2 separate regions of the Gossypium hirsutum genome follow, and region 2 is linked to region 1. A link is a contact called in public Hi-C data. All regions are on one chromosome and are shown on one strand. Each heading gives the region's core, a stretch centred on a gene start, on an enhancer-like site or on the middle of the called end of the contact. The rest is flanking DNA. Distances are from core to core; before and after follow the strand shown. Region 1 overlaps LOC107915081 (a long non-coding RNA gene). Region 2 holds the start of LOC107918757 (LOB domain-containing protein 16).

Region 1 (6,153 bases), core at 151-2,650:
TCGGGATTGTGTTTTTATTGATAAGTTCCAGCTAGAGGTGTTCATAGGCCGGGCGGCTTGGCCCGGCCCGACGGCCCGCCCGAAATATGGGCTTGGGCAAAAAAATGAGGCCCGATTAAAAAACGGGCCGAGCCTCGGGCACAACTTTTTTGGCCTGGGCCTGGCTCGGCTCGAATAATAAATATTTTTATTTTTTTAATTTTAAAATACTTTTAACATACTTTTTTTAATTTTTTTAATTTTAAATTTTTTTTAAAATACTTTTTTAAATTTTTTTAATTTTAAAATATTTTAAAATTACTTTTTTTAATTTTTATTTTAATTTTTAAAATAAATATTTGGTATTTATTTAAAAACGGGCTGGGCCCGGGGTTATGAATTTTTTCTCGGGCCGAGCTTGGGCAAAATTCTAGGCCCATATTTCGGGCCGAGCCAGGCCCGGGCCTAGGACCCGGGTCGAAAATTTTTTCTGGGCCCGACCCGAACCTGGCCCGTCCCGACCCATGAACACCTCTACTACTGACATAAAATGTTGGGGATCGATGTTTGAACGTCTAGAGCAAGTCATAACTCACATGACACTGAACATCTTAAAAACCCCATTAATATATAATAAATGAAGCTTTGATAGGGACTCAATTCATGGTTAATTTAGGAATATTCTCATCAAATTATATCTAACCATGGACCCATTCATGACTATAGGCTGCTTTTGAGACATTAAATTCTTAAAAAAAGAAGGATATTTTGTGATTAAATTATGGAGGGTAAATTGTTTCACAAAGAGAGTGGTTGGAAATGTTTATTTCAACACAAGTCATTTAATAGTATTCTATGAGTTTATAGTTCAACTATTTATTTTTATGTTTTTTATTGTCATCAATTTTCAAAATCAATTATTAAATAACTCTTATTCCTTACATATTATTAATATATATAAATTCTAAATTGTAATTTATTGGTTGGAAGTTATTTTTAAAAAAAATATTTATATATATATCGTAGAAGCTAAATACCCTAGATTTCTTGGGATATACTGATAAGAAAAGATACTTAAAAAAATGGCCCCATATGTAGTAAGATGGGAGTCGGTTTGACTGGTCTTTGCAATGACCACTCCTTAAACTTGTTTAAATTTGAGGATTTTAAATATCATTAATTAACATAAAACATGAATTATTTGGTGTTATGTACGTAAAAAAACGCTAAGCAACTTATAAATGTTCAACTTTTAATTATTAAAAAATATTTGTATCTCAAATAACAGAAATATGGATGAGTTGAGAGGAAAGCGCGGGTCGAAAATCAGGGAAAACTTCTTATACGCCATTCCAGACATATAATAATATACCAAAATGACCCTTAATTTATCGTTTTATGAGCGGCGATGACGTGTAACAGTGTCCAGTTCCACTCGTGTGGCATGTTCGAGGTCAGAATCAATTGGTCAACAAAGTCTATGGGATGTGCACGTGCACTCTTGAGGATTTTATAAAATAACGATTGATTACTATGTCTTTTCATATAAAAAAAAAGAGGGAAAAAGGACCGTTGCCATGGAAGGCCTTTCTTTTTTATTATAGTTGTATGGATATACAAGACAGTAAAACTTTATATAAATATATACGAGGAAAAGATTTATTTATATTGATGTAAAATTGAAGTGATTTTATATTTTTTTTATAATTTTTTATATAATTAACATTTTACATTAGTATAAAATAAAAGTAGTTTTATACAATTGTCAGATATTTATACTTGAAATCAGTTTGATTGTTGAATTATTAAAATATTAATCATATTAAAAGTTATAGGATAATATAAAATTAAAATCTCTTTAATTTTACAGCAGGTGAATCTCTCTCTAATATATTAAAAATAATAAATAAAATTATTGGTTATTATGTTTAATATACTAATATTATTTTAACAAGTCGTTAAGTAATTTAAAGAAGCACTAAAACCTTGTGTTAGTAAAATGCTACTTTTATTGAATTTTGGAATCACCCCTTGATTTGAAAAGAATTAGTCTTAATTCAGATGAAGATAATGATACCAAAAACCAAAACTACATTAATAATAATATGAAATAACTTTATAAGCCCTCATTGCCAAAATCTTTCCTAATTCCCTAATTTGGGGAATTAGGGGCTGACAGTAATGGATTACACAGATTCCACTATAGTAGCAAATAATTGGTGCAGCATAGGTCTACCTAAGAACTGGTGGTCCGTTTGACTCGGTACCTTTGATTTGGCTTAGGACTGATTTTGGTAAGAATTTTTAATTTTTATAAATTTCGTCATGAATTTAAAAATAACTTTATTTAAGTTTAAGTATAAGAATATAAAATTATATTTTAATTTTTATTATTTTTTAACAATAAAACATCATTTGAGTTAATAGGTCAAGTCAAGCTCGAGCATCGAACACAATTTTATTTTATTTTTTAAAAATTGAGCCATGATCCGATTTGATTGATAGATACCTTGAGTTAGTCTAATTAAGAAATTGATAATTTTTTTTGATAAATTAATAATAATTTTTAAGGTACAGAAAAATGTTAGTGCCAAACTGAATTAATAAAATAGAAAATGAGAATATTGCCAAATACCACCATTTTATGCCAGCTTGTATGTAACGGGGAAGCTAGAAAAATTTTTGGGGCGAAATTTAATTGTATACTTTTACGACAGTAAAAATATAATTTTATCATTTTAATAGCCTATATCTTTATAATTCTTAAAGGATCAAATCAAATTTTTATTATTTTTGAAGGGGCTAAAATGCAATTTTACTATTACTCCTAATTTTAATAGTCTATATCTTTATAATTGTTATGTTGGCAGAGGGCTTCCTCCTAATTTCTTCAGTTTTTGTACAAGGGAAAAATTGAATATGAATACATATAACTTTTCACTCTTCTCCATATAGTCCAAAATGCATCTATAAAAGTAACTAGTATTAGGATAAGATTATTAATTTTATGAAAAGTTTTTCCATGAGTCCAACTGTTAATTTAAGTGTTAAATGCGAATTTATATTTGATGTGGAACATATTTAGATAATAAGGATCTAATTGTAAACATGTGCTATCTACTTTATGAACAATTTAGATTTGAATTTAGGAGGCTATTTTTGTAACCCATCATATTCAAACAATCCTTGCCATGAGTATGTATATATTTATAATTTGATTTATGTGTGTTAAATATGTTGTACGTCTAACGTTTAATGCACAAGATAATATCTAAGTTGAAAGGAGGACTTGATTAATATATTATTAATGTTTGAAGATTCAATTAGAATGTTTTGTAATTTAAAGTAGATGCGAAATCTAGGAATAAGATTTTGGAATAAAATGGAAATCTAGGAATAAGATTGGATGGAGATGCTCTTAATTAATTATTAACTTTATGAAAAGTTGATAAAGGGTACGGATGGATGTATAAAAAGAAAAAAATAATTTTGTTTTAGTTTAACTTGTAAAATCAAAGTTTTATTTATATAATTATAATACAATAAAATATTGAATTATAATTTATATTATAAAAAATAAATTTAACTATTGAGTGTCCTAATAGCATTATTAAAGGTTCCACTTTTACTTTTAAAAGTGAAAAAAATATCAACTATATGTTACATTCAATACAATATTTAGCTATAATAGTATAAATTTTAAAGAGTGTTTTTATTTTTATTTTCTTTTATAATTGAAGGAAAAGTGAAAGATGGTAGAAATTGAATCTAAATTATCATGATACACACAATAATCTTGCTTCAAAATATTGTTAGCATCTTTAAAGAGCTTCCTTAATATACTTGTGAGTAAAACTCTATTTGAAATTAATAAAAAATATGTTACTAATTTTTTTAAAAAATATTATTATTAATAGAAATCATAAACAATAAAATACAAAGACATGTCACATATTATAAATGATAAAATGATACATTGATGCACAGATGTCATGTCCATAGAATAATTTCAAAAAAAAAAAAGAAGAAAGAAAGAAAGAAAGAAAGAAGACAAACTAATAGTAACCGCAATACTATAAAAATTTAAAAATAAACCAGAGATGCGTCACATTGATTAAATTGTTGAAAATTGCATCCTAACTCCACCATCATTAGGCCAGCCTGACAACAATCTCTAGTTAGCCAAGAAACAATTGTCAAAATTAAGCACCAAGGGAACCAATTCATCTTCTTAGATTCCAATTTTACAAACACTATTACAGTGCTCTATCATGATAAAACCTTTTGAAAATGATTCTCATTAGATCTGACAACACGATGTTAGAACATAATAAAAATTAAAACCTAAAACCACTATTGCTTTGAGAAAAAAAATAAAAATGTGAAATTGTAGACAAAACTCACGATAATGGAAATTGAAATTGAAAAGAATAATGTTTAAGAACCCGTGATGAACATCCGAAAGTTGAGCCGCTATCAAAAGTAAAAATTTAATTTAAAAAAATGCAAATATTTTCGTATTTAAATACACCATTTTTGTCAAATTCCACAAACATACTTACCAAATTGGAAAAGACAATATTTAAGAATTTCTTTTTTTAATCATTTAAATATGTCTCTATTTCATCAAAATGTGAGTGAATTTATACAAATACATGAAACCAAAACCGGACTCTTAATCAATAAATTTTATTGGATTAGCAAAAGAAAAAAAATCCAATAAGAATATATAAAAATATTATATGACTAAAAATAGAGTTTTATATATATAAAAAGAAATTTCGTAAAGGATTGCTGATAAATTTGAAGTATAAACTTATTGAAAGTCAGCTTTTAATTAAAGATTATTATATGAATTAAAGCTTTTGATGACTTTAAAGTTGATTATGATGATGGTATAGCAAATTATTAATAATAATGTACATTACATAAAGGCTTAATAGCATTGTAATAGTGGCCACTCAAAGATCATGTGAGTACATGTTCGAAAAGAAGTGCAAAAAAGAGACTTGAAAACTGTATTGTTTCCATACTTCTCATCTCATTGTCTTAAAAAAGAGGTCATTCCTTTTAACCTCGAAGAACTTTAATGATAGCATATCATTTAACACTAAAAAAACCAATAAGGGGAATTAATTAATTAAGAAAGTTGTAGTTTGTACACTTTCCGATACCAACACATAGTTCAGGGTTGAATGTCTCCAGATTTAGAACGCTAAAATAAGTTGAAAAATCTAGGAATTGAACAAAAATACTCTTTATATTAAAGAGTGACCCTGCATTCTATCGCTCGATTATATTCATAAGTGAATGAGCGAAATTAAATATTTGAGTTCACACTTAAAATCATCAAAAAGCTCAAGTCAGCTATCACTAAAACCCTAAAGGAGTCATTTGCTCATGACATAATGAGATTAGGCTTGAAAAATCTCATAAATGATCCTTACTGTTGGAAGCCTTGTATGTTTGCACGACCTCCCTCCTTATTCCTTCTTGAAGCAACAAGAACCTTGTATAAGCTTCTATCAGCTCAAGTCATTGAGCATAATGGAGCAAATTTACTAATAGGGAATAGCGGTTAGATTGGGGCACAAAGCCCTGGTAGCTTTAGGCAGATGTCACAAAATCTATAAATACCTAACAACATAACATTGACTAGGTATGACCAACTCTTTAAAAACTCTACACTGTTTTAGCTTTTATTCTCAATGTTCTCTAACTTAAGCATCCGAGAGTGCTCTGGATGACAAACTCCAGCACCCTTGACCCGTTTTTTGTCTTACAGATCATTTAGAGCATCTACCCAGCCTAATTGGGATCACCTAAAGGATTAGTGTTGTTTGAAGGATTTCTTTAAACAAAAGCCATGGATTCTGCTAAGCAACCTAGTTTAACCATCACATATACTTCGATCATTGAGTTGAGACTATCATTCCAAAAAACCACCATCCAGTCACTTATAACTAAAAGAGCACAATTCGGTTTGCTTTCTGTCCAACTTGATGTCCCAACTGATGTCTAGACATAAGTTCAAACAAGATAGTTTAATAGCAGTTTATAGACGAAAAGTAAAGCAAGGAAAGAAATCAATACACAATATTTGTTAATGCAAGTCGGATCAACAATCCTACTCTACAGAGCCTTCCTGTGAATGATTTTATTCAACAATCGTCC
Region 2 (6,423 bases), core at 3,033-5,532, 99 kb after region 1:
AATTTAATCTTTTTAACTATTAGAAAGTGAATTATTTTGTCAATTTATAAGCCATTTAGGCCTTTCAAATTAAATGAGACAAATTAGCCCATGGCTAAACTTTTATTTATTTACCAAAAAAAATTTTAAGTAAATAAAGACAATGGAATATTTACATTTGTAAAAGTTGGCATGAGGAAAAGAGAATTAAAATTTTAAAAAACATCTATATATCCTCAATTAGTTAAATTAAATAATATTATAAGAATAATAAAATTTTCCAAATTTTTGAAAAAATTAAGATTTTGAAGAACATTTTCTTTTTTTTAATTATTAATTTTTTGAGTTTCTGGAATATTTAAAGTCTTTGTAATATGTTATAATCTTTATGAAATCATATTGTTTATTTTTGTTAAATTTCTTAAAATTCAACCGATCATGCATTATACATATATGATCATGTTTTTCACAACTATAGCTATTTATTTGAAAAAAATGATTAATATTGTTTCAATTTCGAATCTTTTAGAGACTCCATTTATACATTTCTTCCAATTTATTAAAAAATAGTTACTTTTTTTTGGGTAGCAAAAGAGAGAGCATGAACTAAATTACTGTATTTATTTTAAGGAAAACTATTATTTTGGTTATATTATATGAGTACAAGGTTGAAGTGATATTAGATGAAATGGATTTTAAAGCAGCTCTACACTCTTCCCCATAGAATGAATCCAACTCCCAACCCTCCACATTGCCCATGAGTTTGGGTTAAAAACATATTGAAAACCCCAATAACATGGGTAAGTTGTTACTCATGTGTTGGGTTGAGTTTGGGCTGAGCCTAAATATAATATTGATATACAAGTCTGGTCTGGCCTAAGCTGAAATACGAATTTAAAATTTTGTCCAAACCCGTTAATATTTTCAAAAGATTAATCCAAACTCATTTTAGATTTGTCCATATTATTTTTTTTAATTTTTTAAAACAAATATTTATATTATATTATTTTAATATTTATTAATTTTATACATATTTTATTTGTTGAAATTTGTCATAGAGTCATCTTAACATTATTTTAATGTTTACATTAGAGTAGTATTATATATTTAGTATATGTTTATTTTTTTAATGTGTTATAAATTACATAATATCAAGTATTATAAACTTAAAAACAGGTCGGGTGTGGGCCTTAAATGTTTAAGCCCAAATGTAACTCATATTTTAAATGGGGTTAATTGTTTTACCCAAACCTATTTTTTAGGCCTAATATTTTTAGTCAAATGCTTTCGAATTTTGGACAAACATAGTTCTAGTTGTTACTCTCCACGCTTCTTTTTCATTTTTTGGGTTTAAAATTAGTAATGTTGAAATTAATGATTAACAAGTTGGATGAAATTAATTCCAATAATTAATGCTTAATAATTAACATAAAAGAAATAGGTCCAACGCTACAAACTTTTCACTGATCTTTTGACAAAGATTGTAACATCTAAAACATAAATATAATTAAATTTTAAAACATGGATTCCTGTCCTTTAAGAATAAAACAGTCCAACAAGTAGACCCTGCTCTCTTTTCATCTTTTCTAAACATATTTTACTGAATTTTTATAATTAAAAAACAAAGCCGACAGCTTTTAATCTTCAACTCACATTCAATAATGATCACTTATCTCGAAATCAATTATATTTGTTTGGAATAATGACTTTTAATGCCTTAATATTCCCTTGGCCATTGCAATTTGGCTAATGGAAGGATGGACAAAGTGATTACTGCCGCTTTCCCCTTTTTTTATTAATTAAATAATGATAAGATTTTTATGACGCCAAAGGGGAATGGGCTCCAAAAAATGTGTTAAGTTAGGAGGGATGTATGGAGCTTCATGATAATATCCTCAAATAAGATTGTTAACATGTAGCCCTAAGGGAACATTTTGTCTAAAAGTATGGATACAAGGCCATTCCAATTTGAAAAGAAATACTTAATGTTAGGTGAACCGAATTTAGAACATAAACCCTAGGTAAAGTGGGTCCCATCCCAAGATGCTTCCTCAAGGGCCTCTAATCACCATCACAGCACTCACCGTCCCTTCCCAGATATCCCTATTTGTAAACAAAGTCCAGGTGATCTGAATTTGGACCAAACAGATGTTGGGAAGGAACCCTTTGCTGAATCAGTTCTTCACATTTGTAAAGTATTTAGACTACCAATTGATCTAAGACAACATTAATCCCTCTTTTGTGTTATTTCAACTTTTTCTGTTCAATTCATTTAAATATTTAAAAAATAACTTGCTATAGTTGAGATTTCTAATTGCTATACCACACCAAATCAAAGGCAAGGCAGTTGCCCCATCAGTCCATTATACAAGGCAAAAGGAAAGAGCCAATCACTATGTAAAACTAAGAAAGCTATCACATGAAAAGACCTAGAGAGATTTCAAATACTCATTCCTTCATTGGACCTAATGACTGACATCTAAGCTTAAGGAAGACATTAACACTTACCAACTGAAAACTATTTATTAAGCCAAGTGGTGAAGAAAGATAGATGCTGGATGATGATAATATAACAATATTATCTACAAAACCCTAACAACTGCTTGCTTAGTTGAGTAATCTATCATTAATCTTGATAGGTAGAACTAAAAGCAAACAATTGAGTAGAGCCCTGATTTCAATGCCTAGTTTGTCAAACTGAAGTTGCTCTATAATTGTGGCTCACAAAACAGTAAACTACTATCATATAAAATTGTGTGAAATTCATATTGAATTTTGATTTAATTGAGTGAAGTAGAGTCAGATTTCAAAATGGAGAGCAAATCAGCACTAATATTGATGAAATTTTTTATCGCTTGATCCATCACTATCCAAATTAACTATGATTTTCAGAGCATATTATCATTCAGCTACCACCATCAATTTATGTACCATAGCTGAATGAAAAAGACAGAAAAGAAAGAGGACAATGCTAATATTAGTCTGATAAAAAACTTAAGGTACTAAATCTTCTTCAGAACAGTTTCCATATGTACATACATATCATGGACTGGAAAGAAAAGAAAAAAAAGATCATCTGGCTCATATTCCATAGAGAAAAAAAAATCCAAAACGATAGTTCAGCTTAGTTCCTCATCATTCTAAGGGCAAGTGTTTGAAGCTCACCCAAATCACTATTATTATTTAATCTCTTCTTATGGTAACCCTGGAAACAAAACTCCTCATGTCTGCTTTGTATTTCTTGCAGGTTCACGCTATCACCACTGTTGAGCTCAACAGACTCAAGTGAGCTTTGTGGGGAGATTGGATTCATATAGCTTGGAACAGTGCCAGAAAGGTTTTCTTGCCATTGATTCTCTACTATGTTATGCGATGAATTCATATCATTTTGAGCTAGTTGGGCTTTGATTTGCATTAGTTGAGCTTGCAGGCATGCAACCTACGACAAACCACGAACAGATGTAATATGCAATAAAGATTAGAAAGTGTTCAAATTATAGCATGAAAAATTGAGAAAAAAACGGAAAGGGAATAGGAACCTGTTGTTGTAAGGCGAAAATATGAGCAACGCAACCATAAACGGGATCCCTAATTCTGGCTTCAGCTTCATAAGCAATGGTGACGACCGCCTCACAACGATCATGAGCTGGGATATGCAACAATAATTTGGACACATTGCTAGCCCCAAACACTTTATGAATGGCTGCAAATCTTGCAGGGCCTTGTTCTGAGCAAAAGTAAGGAGCAAAAACACAGTCAGAGGCGCATTTTCGTCTCAGAAACTTGCATGCACCACAAGGGGAGCCTGTTCCAGTGGTACTACTGCTTGATGATGCCATGGCAGAGATAAAAAAGTGCTTTAAGAGAGAATTATAGCATCAGAGCAGGAATTAGGGAGAAATAATAATTCATAAAATTAAAGAATTACAAAGCACAGGAGCATACTAGGAAATGGTGCTAAAGAAAATTGGGGTTTGAGGGTTGGGGAGAGGATGGTTGGCTGGTTGGCTAGGTCAGAGTGGGGCTGTTGGGAGGGTCCTAAACTGCACAACAAAAAGGGGTAGGCTTATAAGAAGTGTGAATGGGGGGACATTGAAGGGCCTTTATGTAGGGTTCTAAGGGAGCATTTAATAATGGCTTCTGCAATATGGGGATTGTTTTTTTAGTGGCTATATAACAAATTACTAAATGATTTAGATTTGGTTTATGTTATTTGAATTATTTTATTACTTCAAGTTTGATTTTTGTGGTGGTTTCGGGTTTTCTTTAAAGAAAATTTAATTTCCTTTTTCCGCCGTTCGCCGCACCTTGAAACTGCTGCTATTTGTCTCTTTGTGGGCTCTGCCCCGACTGCCACCTGCCTTTAAAAGCCTACCGACAACCACTTAGGTGAATTACGACATTTTTTAGTGCATTTGGTTTGTTTTGTTGTGTTAAGTATGAAAAAAAAAAGGAAAGACCTTCTAGAACACCTGTGAGACTTGAATAAATGTCTGAATTAAGAAAACCTACTCATTTATGACAAAATAATCTTACATATTAACCAAATTCTTATCCACATTGAGTTTGAATTTTGATATAATTTTGTCGATTGAAAATTATTTTAGGTTTAATCTTATGTTAAGTAAGAAATTTTGGAAAATAAAGACTTTTTGGGGTAATTTATAAGTAATTGTCTCGTCTTAATCTTTAGAATTATTAGAAATATTTGAACAAGAAATGGGTTTTGTAGGAATGTAAGAAAGAATATGATGAAATGGAAGCATTTCATCGGACCGAGCCATGTGTGACATAGGGATATGTACCCTTAAATAACATTAGAAGGCATTTATGCTACCACTTATCAACTCTCAACGGATATCACGTCCTAACTATATATGGAGACTGATAGTTTTGGTAGCTACAGCTAGCCCTCGTGTGTATAAAGTTGAAGGAGAGAGAGATTAAGAAAGAGAGAAAGGTGTAAATGAAAAGCAGAAAGCAACAAGATAGTTAAGCTATAGTTGGGAAGTGAGGGTGAGTGTGAGGGCGGCAATAATTTTTCCTTCAAAAGTCCAAGCGCATGTTTAACAAAGTAACAACCAATGATTCAAATACGAATTAAGCTGCCCCGTGCAATGGGCAAAGGGGAAACGAAAGTAGCTTAACATGATGAATTTGGAGGCAGATTCACTTCATTTCCTTTATTGTCTCCTCATTGTCGGAAACCTCTCTTTGATTCAATGTTTCTTGTCCCCAATGCACGTTCACTCCTCTCCATTTGTACCCATAGTTAATACCATCTTAGCTTCTCTACACCCTTTTAATTCATATTACTTTCTTTTCTTTTTATAGGCTTAAATGTTAGATAGTGAAATACATATATCTTTCCTGCCTTGCGAACGTGATTTATCTCCTTAATCTAGAAGAACAGGTGATCAATGCTATATTACGCAAACTTCCAATAATTTCACAAAGGACTACAGTACTGCTAAAATAATTACCAATTACTATCACTATCCACAAGAGTAAAATGCTTCAAATTTTTTTCTTCACATATCTGCTTAAGTCATGATGATCTTATTAGTTCTTTTATTATATATTTTGTAATCCTCAAAACCAATGTGTTTATATAATAATGTAGCAATCAATACCAATTCATCAGCAAACCTGGAACTATATGAATGGATCCAACCAAAAGGCTAAACCGAGAACAGCTGCAACTAACCAGAGCGAAAGTGGCGTGGCGCATTGTACCTACGCAAAGAATACGACTCACCAATGAAGAAGAAAAAAAAGGATGAAAAGCATAAATGGTTAAAGTTTCGTCACTCCCTAACGGAGGACAATGGCAGTTTGCAGCAAAAAGGAAAAAAGAGAGTAGATTTTTAATGTCATAGTTGTGACTTCATATATTGCAGGCCAACCGTGTAACGCGGCAGGCATATAGAAATTGATGATGGGGAAATTAAAATGGTAGGCACTCAACATCACCAGCATTTATAGTTGGAAGTCTAAGTTGCAGTTTCACCCAAGCACATGGCTCACATGCATGCATAACTAGCTATTTCTATGTCAGGAGGGAATTAGGAGTGATGAGCATTTATAGCTTGAGATACCCTTTGGTTATCTCCGCCAGACAACCTTCAACTCTTGGGTTGGATGTTTATGGTTAGTGCTACAATCATGTGTGGAGAATTCTGGCCCCAAGTAACAAAAGCCGCATGAAATATGGCTTAAACAATTAACCCATACCCTGGAACCCAATCCCAAGAAGAATCATATGAAATCGTGATTTCACGTCATCCTTTGTACATCTCTTTTCTTTTTAAAAAAAACTTCTTATTTGGGGTTTGTTTAGGTAACATTTGATATAATTTTGATAACTTTAATAAACTTTTTTAAAAAAAATTTAGTAACTTTTGATAAAACTCAGTTAACCATTGATATTTCACGACATCAATG

What was found. Hi-C and Micro-C count contacts between places; a contact is called where the count stands out from the background.
Region 2: a contact with region 1 is called in a Hi-C map of leaf, with 1.9 times the contacts expected there. The contact joins the promoter of LOC107918757 here to the enhancer-like site in region 1. A contact is called at or near these places in 4 of 34 Hi-C or Micro-C datasets (hypocotyl, leaf and seedling).

The regions. Positions count from the first base shown.
Region 1 is chrD08:8,422,586-8,428,738 of Gossypium_hirsutum_v2.1, forward strand. LOC107915081 (a long non-coding RNA gene) reads left to right here. Exons shown (of 5, transcript XR_005917466.1): 5 at 1,402-1,683. Among protein-coding and RNA genes, the nearest start is that of LOC107915081, 8.1 kb to the left of the region's middle. Within about 2 kb of position 1,401, at least 2 of the 9 cell types and tissues checked have an H3K27ac peak or open chromatin away from gene starts, as enhancers often do. A contact at or near this core is called in leaf, where this site is marked.
Region 2 is chrD08:8,518,675-8,525,097 of Gossypium_hirsutum_v2.1, forward strand. It overlaps LOC107918757 (LOB domain-containing protein 16), which reads right to left and starts at 4,283. Exons shown (of 2, transcript XM_016848343.2): 1 at 3,519-4,283; 2 at 2,815-3,418. The coding sequence starts at 3,818. The coding sequence ends at 3,104.